Linked DNA regions of Sus scrofa: regions 2 and 3 are each linked to region 1. Evidence: chromatin contacts called from public Hi-C and HiChIP or PLAC-seq data. All regions are on one chromosome and are shown on one strand. Each heading gives the region's core, a stretch centred on a gene start, on an enhancer-like site or on the middle of the called end of the contact. The rest is flanking DNA. Distances are from core to core; before and after follow the strand shown. Region 1 holds the start of CTNNA1 (catenin alpha-1). Region 2 holds the start of HSPA9 (stress-70 protein, mitochondrial). Region 3 holds the start of EGR1 (early growth response protein 1).

Region 1 (3,343 bases), core at 20-2,519:
ATACAATCTTCAAAAATCACTGCTAAACATACGATCCTCCCATGGAAATGCCTATCCTGTTGCAACAATACAGTGATGTAATCACTTCCTTCAACACACATAAGAAACGCCTTAATAATCTAGAGAGTGAACATACCTTACTCTTTTCTAGATTATTGTAAATTCTGTACAAAGCAAACACCAAAAAATGTTGCAAAGACGCAGAGGGACATAATAGGGTTTCAGTCCTGGATTGGAGCCAACTGCCGCCTGCATTATTGGGAAGCCATTCCTGCCACACCAAGGTTAGTAGGCATTCAGACAACATTTTTTCCAACAAGTGTTTCTCCCTCTCTCTCTCTCCCTTTCTCTCTCTCTCTCCCTCTCCCACACAAACACACCCCTTTAGAAATCAACAAAAAAAAGATTCCAACGTCCCTCGTGCAAACCAGAACTAATTAGAGTTCAGGGCGTCCAATTACACAGCACAGAAGTCCGAGGAATTTCACAACAAAGGTTCACATGTACACGCCAAAAGTCCACACGGGTGTGGCGCCCCTTCCCAGCCAGACTGTGTCCGAGAAAGGGACACGCAAACTCGCACATGCGCTCGGGCCGGGAACGCGAGGGTGCGGGCCCAGCAGCCGCCCCGTCCACCTGACCGGCAAGTTTCGGTGGCGGGGGGAGGGGTGCGATGCCAGAAACCACAGACCTCACTCGCTTCCCCGGAAAACGCAACGCCGCCGCCCGCCCGCCCGCGGAACCACGCACGGACTCTTGCCCTCGAGGAAGGCGGCCGAGCGGGCTCAGCGCGGGCCTGGCGCGCGCACCGAGGCTACTCGAACAAAGTTTCCAAGCCCGGAGAAACTTTCCCGAGAGCAGGCGCCGCGGCGGCGCGGGGCCTGCCGCTCGCGCTGCTCCGGCCGCCGCGGGCCCTCAACTTCCCGAGCGCCAGTAAGCGCCGGCCCCGCCCGCTCCACCAGGGCCCAGGCCCGGGGCCCCGCGGCGAGAGCGGGCCGGAGGCCGCAGCGGCGCCCACCCGGAGCCCGAGGCCAGGCGGGGTCGCAAAGGGGACCGCCCGGGCCGCCCGCCCGAGGAGCCCCCTGCCCAGCGAGGGGCGCCCACACCCGCGCGAAGGCAATTACCTGCGGCGAGCGAGGCGAGGCAGGAAGATTCCCGAGGCCCGAAGCCAACGGCCGCCGCTTTGTCTGCCCCTGTCCGGCTCCAGGGAGGAAATGGGCCGCCCGGCGCCCCCGCCCCGCGTCCCGGGCCCCGCCCGCCCTTCCCGGCACCTCCCTCCGGCGCGCTCTTCCCGGCGCCTCCCGCTGCCACCCCGCTGGCCAGGGTGGCCCCTGACCCGGAGCGCCTGGTCCGCCAGGCCCGGACCCCCCAGAGGCCCTCTTGCTCTCTGCCCCTGACCCTCGAGGTTCTTCTTGCCAAGCCCCTAGTGGGCACTCTGGCCGGGAGAGACCCCCACCCCCGAGCGGAGGGAGGAGCGCGGGTGCCTGGAACAGCCCGCCAGCTGGGGAGGGCAGGTGAGTCAGCGCGCGGCGCACAGGTGAGTCTCCGGGCACCGCCCGCTCTGGCCCCACCTCCCGCTGATGCCCCTGGGACCCGGCGGCCCGGCGGCGCAGACTTCCGAGTGCCACAGGTGTTCCCGGGGCACAGGCTTCCAGAAAAGAGCTCCAGGCCCATTCCCTGGCTTTACGGAAGGAAAAACTGAAGCCTCACACCTTGAGGCAGAGTGCAACTCGAATCCAATTCCAGGGACCTCATAATGTGCGATGGGAAAGCCTCCTAGCAATCACCCAACTCAGCCGGTCGCTTGACAGATGGGTAAACCCAACAGCCTTCCTGATGGAGAACAAGAGGCTTGTGACAGGAGCATCACCTCCTGAGATTGTCCCCCTCCCCACACACGCACATTTGAAGGACCTGGCTTCTATCCCTATCCCTCTGGCCATTTAGGGAATTTCATTCCCACTCTTCCTTCCTTATCTTTCTACTGAACGCTCCCCCCAAAAACCACAAAACAAAACCAAAAATACTACACTCTCAGTCTGGTATGACTTCCTTCTCCATCATGGGATGACGAACGAGTTGATTTCTGCACTGGTCTATTAAGTCCAAAATTATGCATGACAGCAGTATCCACTGTTCGTTTTGGGCTGAGCTCTGAACAGGGTGCTAGGGAGACCTGCCCTCAGCATGTTTACCTTTTTCTACTCAAATCTCCCTTTCCCAGGAAATGCAAACTCCTGGAGGGCAGCAGCTGTATCTCCTACAGCACCCAGCACAAGGCTCATCCCCTAGGCGGGGCCCAGTTACTCTCTGTAGGTGCAAGTGCCCACTGTAACCTTAATGAGGCCATTCTTGTCCAGCCACAGTCCATGCTGTTTCCATCTTCAGAGCTTTTGCTCCTGTGGTCTCCCCTACATGGAGTGGCTGTGGCTTCCTCCAGCTACACTTAGCTACCTTAGAACATAGTATTCAATCAATAAATACTTGTTTGAACTAACAAAAGACATAGTTAAAGGATTATGCTCCATAATTTTGTATACTCATCTCTTCACTCAAGTACCAGCTACTCAATTTATGATGCCCCTTGTTGAAAAATTACTAACAGGTTTTCAGTTTTTTGTTTTTTTTTTTTTTTTTTTCATTTGATGCCCACACTCACAGCTTGTCAAATCTCCCAGGCCAAGAATGCAGCCTGAGTCACAGCTGTGACCTATACCGAAGCTGTGGCAACACAGGATCCTTGAACACACTGCACCTCTGCAGTGACCCAAGCTGCTGCAGTTGAATTCTGAACCCACTGTGCCACAATGGGAACTCCAAAAATTGCTAACAATTTTAAGATAGCAGCAATGGAATATTAAACCAAGCAGGCCCCTGAACCCCACCCCCAGAGACGAAGTGATTATGGCTCCATAGTCTCCAGCTCCAGAGTCTCTAGAGCCCTGCCTGGCGAAAAACAAAGGGCGATCAGACCCCAGAGAACCTGTCAAACTCTCTGGCCCCAGGGCCTGCCAACCTGGCTGGAAATGTTTGTCAGAGGCTGAAGGCACACCTGTGTCCCCTCCCTGAGGTGCGGCAGTCAGGACACGAGGGCAGAGGCGTCCTAAATGGGATTTGTGCCCTGACAAAGGCAGCCGCAGAGATAGCCCTTGCCCCTTCTGCTGTGTAAGGACACAGCAAGAAGGCCTGACCATGAGCCAGGAAGAGAGCTCTTACCAGAGTAGGATGAGGCAGGGGCCTGGATCTTGGACTTTCCAGCCTCCAGAACTGTGAGAAAGAAATTTCTGGTTGTCACAAGCTCCTCATTCTGTGGTGGTTTTGTACTCAGGCTTTGGGAGCCCGA
Region 2 (3,287 bases), core at 56-2,555, 150 kb after region 1:
GGTGTGGGTCGCAGACGCACCTCGGAGCCTACCTGTGGCCATGGTGCAGGCCGGCAGCTACAGCTCAGATCTGACCCCTAGCCTGGGAACTTCCATATGCCACAAGTGCAGCCCTTAAAAAAGAAAAAAAAAAAAATTGAAAATTATCACAGTAGATTGGTCATTGACATCTTGTTACAGGACCACACCTTCTTTCAGGAGCAACATAGTTTAGATATTGGCTTGAGGAGCTGTTACTGGACACAAGTTCATGTCTCTGAGGCACAGTGAGTCCAAAACAAACCAAAAGGTCAGAGCCGCTTCAGTGACAAGACCAGATCCTTAATTGCTAGGCCACCAGAGAACTCCGGGGCAGAAGTTTTTAATAGGCAAAATTTACAGTGCTTTTAGAATCTTCTGCTCAGCCTGAAGTTAACATCCTCCACCTGGAGTGTAGCGGGGAGGGGGCTTAGTTCCTAAAGAATTCAAGGATACTTTTACACAGGTAATTTGGGAAAGCAGGAACCTGCCCTAAGGCTGCACTACTGTTTCTCTCTCTGCCCCATCTACGTGCCTGGGCTTGAACCCTAGCCACAGCAGTGACAACCCCTAGCCCTAAACCTCTAGGCCACCAGGAAATACCCAATTGTTTGACTGCTCCTCCCATGTTTCTGCATCCCCTCCCTTCCCTGATTATCAACAGTGGCTTAAATTTGCCCTTTGGAACCCAGGAGACTGAATGAAGCCTATTTCCTACAAACAAGAAAGAGTTTTCTGCCCATGAGGGCCCTGCTCCATTTCAGCGCCTCAGCGGTGCCCAGCAAAGCCGGGTGGGTAAGACTCCGAGTTTAGGAATTTTTTCTCTCTCAGTGGTCTACACAATAATTCGGCTAATGCGTCCCAAACCTCTGTGAATGAAAGAATGATTTAGTAGTTCAAAACCCATGGTCCCTGCGGTAAAACACTGCAAGAATTTATCTAAGAACTCAATATGCAGGTGTATTTCAAGTTACTGGAATAATAACCGGCAGCCAAAAGATGGACAAAGAATAAAGTTGGGCAACAAAGGTTTTAAGCCCAAGGGTTACACTGAACGCCTGGGACAAAATGGCGCTGTCCCTGAGGCGAAAAACGTCAACTCGAGCGGGGCGTTTGTACTGGCCAGCTTCCCGGTGCAACGCTACCGCCAAACTCACGTGAGCTGGAGCATCCTATGAATGCTGAAGTCAGACTCCACCCCCGTTTTCCGCCACTCCCTCCGCACATGCGCTCCAGGCCCTTAGAGGGCAGCCAGTTGCGCAGGCGCAACAGACCCCTCCTCTCACGCAACTGACGCAAGGAGACTGTAATCTGTTCCTAATCTATCCCGTGTGACCTTGAGTCTTTCCTGCCACCGAGGACCGGGGTTGTCCAACGATCTGCCTTTTCCTTCTCTTAGCCTCCTTGTCTCTCGCTGATCCCAGATCTACCGCAGCCGGCACGGAAGGACACAGCTTCCCTAACTATCATGCTACGAAGCGTTTTAGCCATAGGCCCTGATTCCGGAAGCGGCGTTCAGGTATTCTCCGATCAGGCAGCGCAGGAGACGCCTCAGCGGAAGAGCGGGCTTTCGGGGGGCAGTGATCAACCCCCGCCCCCCACCCCACGTGGTTGGAGGTTTCCAGAAGCGCTGCACCCCCGCGCCGCGCAGCTCTCATCCTTCCGAGCGCGTAGTTTGCAGTTTGTTCTTCCTACCATTTAGCAGCATGATAAGTGCCAGCCGAGCCGCAACAGCCCGTCTTGTTGGTGCTGCAGCCTCCCGGGGCCCCACTGCCGCTCGCCACCAGGTATGGAACTGCCGGGCCTTCCCCGTCGGGCTCACGGCCTGGGGACTCAGTGAGGCATGGCGCGGCCTCCGGGGTCAGAATCCTCCGGGAAAGATGAGGAGAGACTACAAATAACGGGCCTTTTTCGGTAGTCAGGGCTGCGCGTTCAAAGCTTATTTCAGGATTTTGCCTTCCTGTCTCAGGTCCTGCTGAGTCACACCTCTTTTTTTTTTTTTAATTCCACGGAATAAAGAATTGTGGCCTTTTTAACTTTTGAGATGGATTAGACAGTTTTGGTGTTGAGGTTGAGGGACGTAGTTTATTGGGACGGAATCGTTATTTTGGCTTTGGTTTCCATCTATAAGTAGAAAGATAATTGTTCTCTGTAAGATACAGACCGTTCAAGGACTTCTCTCCTATGACGTAACGAAGAAAGAAAAAGTCCTTAAGCGGTAAATTAAAAATCAGTCTCATTTATTTTTGCTTAGAGACATTTGGTTAGTTAATTTCTCAGAACCCTTACCGTAGGACTGTTTTCCATTATTTCGGAAGAAAAGCTCAAATCAGGATAAGGCTATGGAGTGATTGTTTATTATCGTGTAAGACCAAAAATAGACGTTTTAGTGGAACAAGAATTGTCTGTTTTCACTTAGGTTGGGTAAAGGTGGTCCTGATTTGGGGCCTGGCAGATTTTTTTTTTCCCCTTAAACTGAGGGCAAGATTATTAATTCACGTTGCCTTAAACTAGTTGCTTGGAACTCAGGGGAAATGTCGGAGTAAGTTAAATACATATCTGCAACACACACTTAAGTGAGACTTGGGGAAAACACTGCTTCTAAAATTGAGTAATATTGAGTAGTATTTTGTACTGCGTTTTTGCTTTCCCACGGGATATTTGGTAATGTTTGGTGATAATTTTGGTTGTCACAACTTGAGTAGCCATGATGCTACTAAACTGTAGTTGTAAAGGCCCTGGATGCTGCTAGACATCCTATAGTACACAGAACATTCCAGATCCCAATAAAGATTTTGTTCAAAATCAGTAATGCCAAGATTGAGGGAGTCTTTGGTAATGTAACTCAAGACTTTATGTCTTTTTATTTTATATCTGACTTACTTGGTAAATTTATCCTTTACTGAACTTGTTTTAATGTCTCATACATGAAATACTTTATCATTTCAGTATACCTTATACATGGTAGCCACTCAGTTAACAGAATGAAAGATTCAAGCTTTCATGTGTTTTTTAGAGAAATAATTAAAAATAGGTCTAAATTTTCATATGTAGTTGATGGCTCACACTTTTTTCTTTCTTTCTTTTTTTTTTTTTTTTTAAGGATGGCTGGAATGGCCTTAGTCATGAGGCTTTTAGAATTGTTTCAAGGCGGGACTATGCGTAAGTATAATTTCCTTTTTTTTTTTTTTTTTTAAGGTTTTGTTTTTTGGGGTTTTGTGGTTTTTTTTGGTCTTTTTAGGGCCGCTCCTGAGGTATATGGAGGTTCC
Region 3 (3,177 bases), core at 539-3,038, 240 kb after region 1:
TAATTGATAGCAGCAGATTGCAATGTTCCTGGACCCGCTCCAGAGGCAGAATCCATTTCAATAACAGCTGACGCAAATACGGAGAATCCCCCTCCACTGCAGCTCCCAGCGCTCCGCAGCGGCGGCTGCGCGGGCGAGGGATTCCCGCCAGCACCCCCTCGGCCGCGGCTAGTGCGCGCCCCCTACCCCGGGCTGCCGGGACATCCCTGGCCACCGATTGGCCCTTAACTGGGGACAGGCGACAGTTTAGGCAAGCCTTTCTGGAGGGGGAGGGGGCGCAGCCTGGCTCGTCAAAACAAGCCCTCCCCCATCTCCACCCACCCACGCAACCCCGCAGCTCTCCATCCAAAACAAAAGCTGGCTCCTCTGCGCACCGCTAAGGACGCCGAGGATGGGGGTGGAGGTGGATGCCCCCAGACATCCCTCTAACATAGAACCCTGGGGATGCGAGGAAAGGAAGGGAAACCCCACTTGCATCCCTGAGACACGGGAGCACTGCTGCGGTGAAGGGCGCGCTACAAAAGCCGTGGGGCAGGACCAGATGCCAGGATGGTGGGGCAGGGGGCTAGCCCTCGGCATAGGCCACAGCTTACCTGCGGTCAGGTGCTCGTAGGGCTGCTCGCCCGCCTCCCCCTGAGGGTTGAAGGCGCTGCTGCTGCTGCTGTTGCTGCTGCCCCCTCCACCTCCACCGCCCCCGCTGCTGCTGCTGCTGTTGCTGTTACCGCCGCTGCCCTCGGGGGCTCCGGCGGCACCGAGGAACTGGGGAGCCCCATTGCTCAGCAGCATCATCTCCTCCAGCTTAGGGTAGTTGTCCATGGTGGGCGAATGTGGAAAGGAGCCGAAGGGGTCGGAGATCTGCAGTGGGGACATCAGCTGCATCTCGGCCTTGGCTGCCGCCATCCCGAACCGGCGGGCTGGAGAGCTGGTGTTGGGGCGGGTGGGCGCAGCCTGGGGCTGGAGCTGCGGGGGACACCTCTCGGGGGCCTGGCCAGGTCACATGCGGGGCGCGGTGCACACTGTGGAAAGCGCAGGTGGGGTCTGCAGGCTCGCCCTCGCCGCCGGCCGGTGTAGCCGCGGCGCTGCTACCGAGGCTGGGGTAGGGGCCGGTCTTTCGGCGGTGGCGGCAGCTGTCGGCGGCGGCGGCGGCGGCAGCTGTCGGCGGCGGCGGCGGCGGCTCCCCAAGTTCTGCGCGCTGGGATCTCTCGCGACTCCCCGGATCCGCCTCTATTTGAAGGGTCTGGAACGGCACGGACCCGCCTCCGTCGTGACGTACATGGCCATATATGGGAAGCAGGAAGCCCTAATATGGCAAGACCGGCCGGGAGGACCCGGAGTGACGCGAAGGCCCCTCTCCGAGAGCCGTGGGCACCGCCATCCCGCACCTCGGGCCTCATGCCGGCTCCCGCACCCGAGGTGCCACGGCTTCGAGGAAGCTTAGCACCCAAGCCGCAGCTGAGAACTCCCGGACTCAAGCTGCTCCGAAACTCCCCGGCCTTGCCCCCGCCCCTTCCCTCCGCCTTCTTCCCTCCTCCCGGAGCCGGAAGCAGCCAGGCCATATCGGGGCGCTCCAAATAAGGCGCTGCCCAAATAAGGGTGGTTCCGGCGGGGGATCCTTCCTGCTCCTTATATGGCGTTTCCGGGTCGCTGCTTGCTGTTCCCTGGCGCCCTCCCTCCTCCCTGGTTCCAAGCCGGGAGCCCAACTCGCGCAAGAGCCGGGGACACCCAGGCTGGGGGGGTTCGGGGAGCGGAGCGCTAGGCGCACCGCGGCTCCTCGGCGAGGACTGGGCTGGGAAAGCCCGGGCCCGGGGCGGGGGCGAAGGCGAGTCGGACTGGGGTTCTCGTGCCGTCATCCAGGGCTCACCCGCCCACCTCTGGGACCGTGGGAGCCGGGCGGGAGAGAAGGGGAGGAGCGGCTGTGCTGGCCGGGGCAGAGGCCGCCCAGGAAAGGCGGGGCCCTGACCCCCAGCCTCGGCCAATGGCACGGCGCCTTTCCAGGTGTCGCTGGGGAAGTTGAGGCTAGGAAATAACAGCAGATGGTTCCTGGGTTCCTGGGCAGTAAGGTGCGGTGCGGCGGCCACCTGCTTCTCCTCCATCTGCCAATGGGCTGGGGCTGTTGGGGCCTGGGGATCCCTCTGCGCCATCAGAACCGAAAGACTGTTTCTCGTCCCTGCTGGGGAAAAGCCCACGTTTGGGTGGCTGGACGAAGGAAACTGGTTACCCCTGGAGAGACCTGAGTCCTGTTCACACCAGGAGCTAGTGGTCCTTGTGATAATGGGAGACTTTCCCACCTTTATCCGGAACAGGTGGAGGAGGGGCGGGCGGTGTGGGAATCTGAAAAGGAGGCTTTTCTATGGGCTCTCTGGGGACCCCAAACTAGCCCGAAGAGAGGACTTCCTTAGCGGCTTGGTGCTGCCCTCTGGAGGTCCCCTCTCCGGCTCGGTTCCCCCGGCCCCTGACCGTGTGGGCTCTTCCGCCGCCTTTTTGCTCCCCCTCCCGGCTCCTGTGCTGGGCGCCGCGCCAGGCCGGGGGAGCCTTAGACGCAGTGAACGCGAACTGAGCAGGCGCCGAAGCCCGGGCTCCCCCTGCAGTCCCCGGGGAGCCGCCACCTCCAAGGCGGGATAACACTCCCCTTTCCGAGCCAGGCCAAGGTGGGGGTGGACGGGAGGAGGCTGGAATGGTTCCCGGAGGTCTCCCGGGACCATGCAAACACCAACGGAGAAGCCCTCCCCATTCCGTCCTCACCCGACTCCCCACCGTCAAGCGCACACCCCACACAGAACAGGGATTCCGGTAGGCTCCTGCTCTAGCTCTGAATCCAGGGGAGGTGGTGTTTTTCTGAATTTAAAAAGAAAGCAGAGAGTCTGTGTGTGGAAGGAAGGTGCTGACGACACTGGGAGAGAAGAGAGTGAGCTAGGGTCTCCTTGAACCGAAACAGCTTCCGGAGGTAGGGGTCGAAGAGCAGGGGTGGGGGACACTCCCACCGCTTAAGGAGTGGTCCATTAGGGGCAGGGGCAGGAGTGATGAATCTCTCTGAGGCCTCCTGCTGGGCAGCAAGGCCGGGCGGGTCAGAGTCAGGTGTCGTGTCTAAATGCCCATTTTGCTACTCCCTGGTGGGTTACCTTGGCCAAGCTTTTTGACTCTCTCTTCAATTGTAAAATAGAGCTAATGCTAATGATA

The links. A called contact is a pair of places that touch in the nucleus more often than the background predicts. HiChIP or PLAC-seq counts read pairs in DNA pulled down with a chosen protein or histone mark.
Region 2: a contact with region 1 is called in an H3K27ac HiChIP or PLAC-seq map of alveolar macrophages. The contact joins the promoter of HSPA9 here to the promoter of CTNNA1 in region 1. A contact is called at or near these places in 3 of 47 Hi-C or Micro-C datasets (embryonic fibroblasts, heart right ventricle and skeletal muscle) and 1 of 2 datasets of contacts at active chromatin or transcription factors (alveolar macrophages).
Region 3: a Hi-C map of liver shows a contact between it and region 1, with 3 times the contacts expected there. The contact joins the promoter of EGR1 here to the promoter of CTNNA1 in region 1. A contact is called at or near these places in 2 of 47 Hi-C or Micro-C datasets (heart right ventricle and liver).

Annotation. Positions count from the first base shown.
Region 1 is chr2:140,680,702-140,684,044 of Sscrofa11.1, reverse strand. CTNNA1 (catenin alpha-1) reads right to left here and starts at 1,269. Exons shown (of 18, transcript XM_003123988.6): 1 at 1,125-1,269.
Region 2 is chr2:140,530,182-140,533,468 of Sscrofa11.1, reverse strand. It overlaps HSPA9 (stress-70 protein, mitochondrial), which reads left to right and starts at 1,305. Exons shown (of 17, transcript XM_005661695.3): 1 at 1,305-1,805; 2 at 3,122-3,180. The coding sequence starts at 1,725. It overlaps LOC110259501 (a long non-coding RNA gene), which reads right to left and starts at 1,298. Exons shown (of 3, transcript XR_002341934.1): 1 at 1,176-1,298.
Region 3 is chr2:140,439,440-140,442,616 of Sscrofa11.1, reverse strand. It overlaps EGR1 (early growth response protein 1), which reads right to left and starts at 1,788. Exons shown (of 2, transcript XM_003123974.6): 1 at 594-1,788. The coding sequence starts at 900.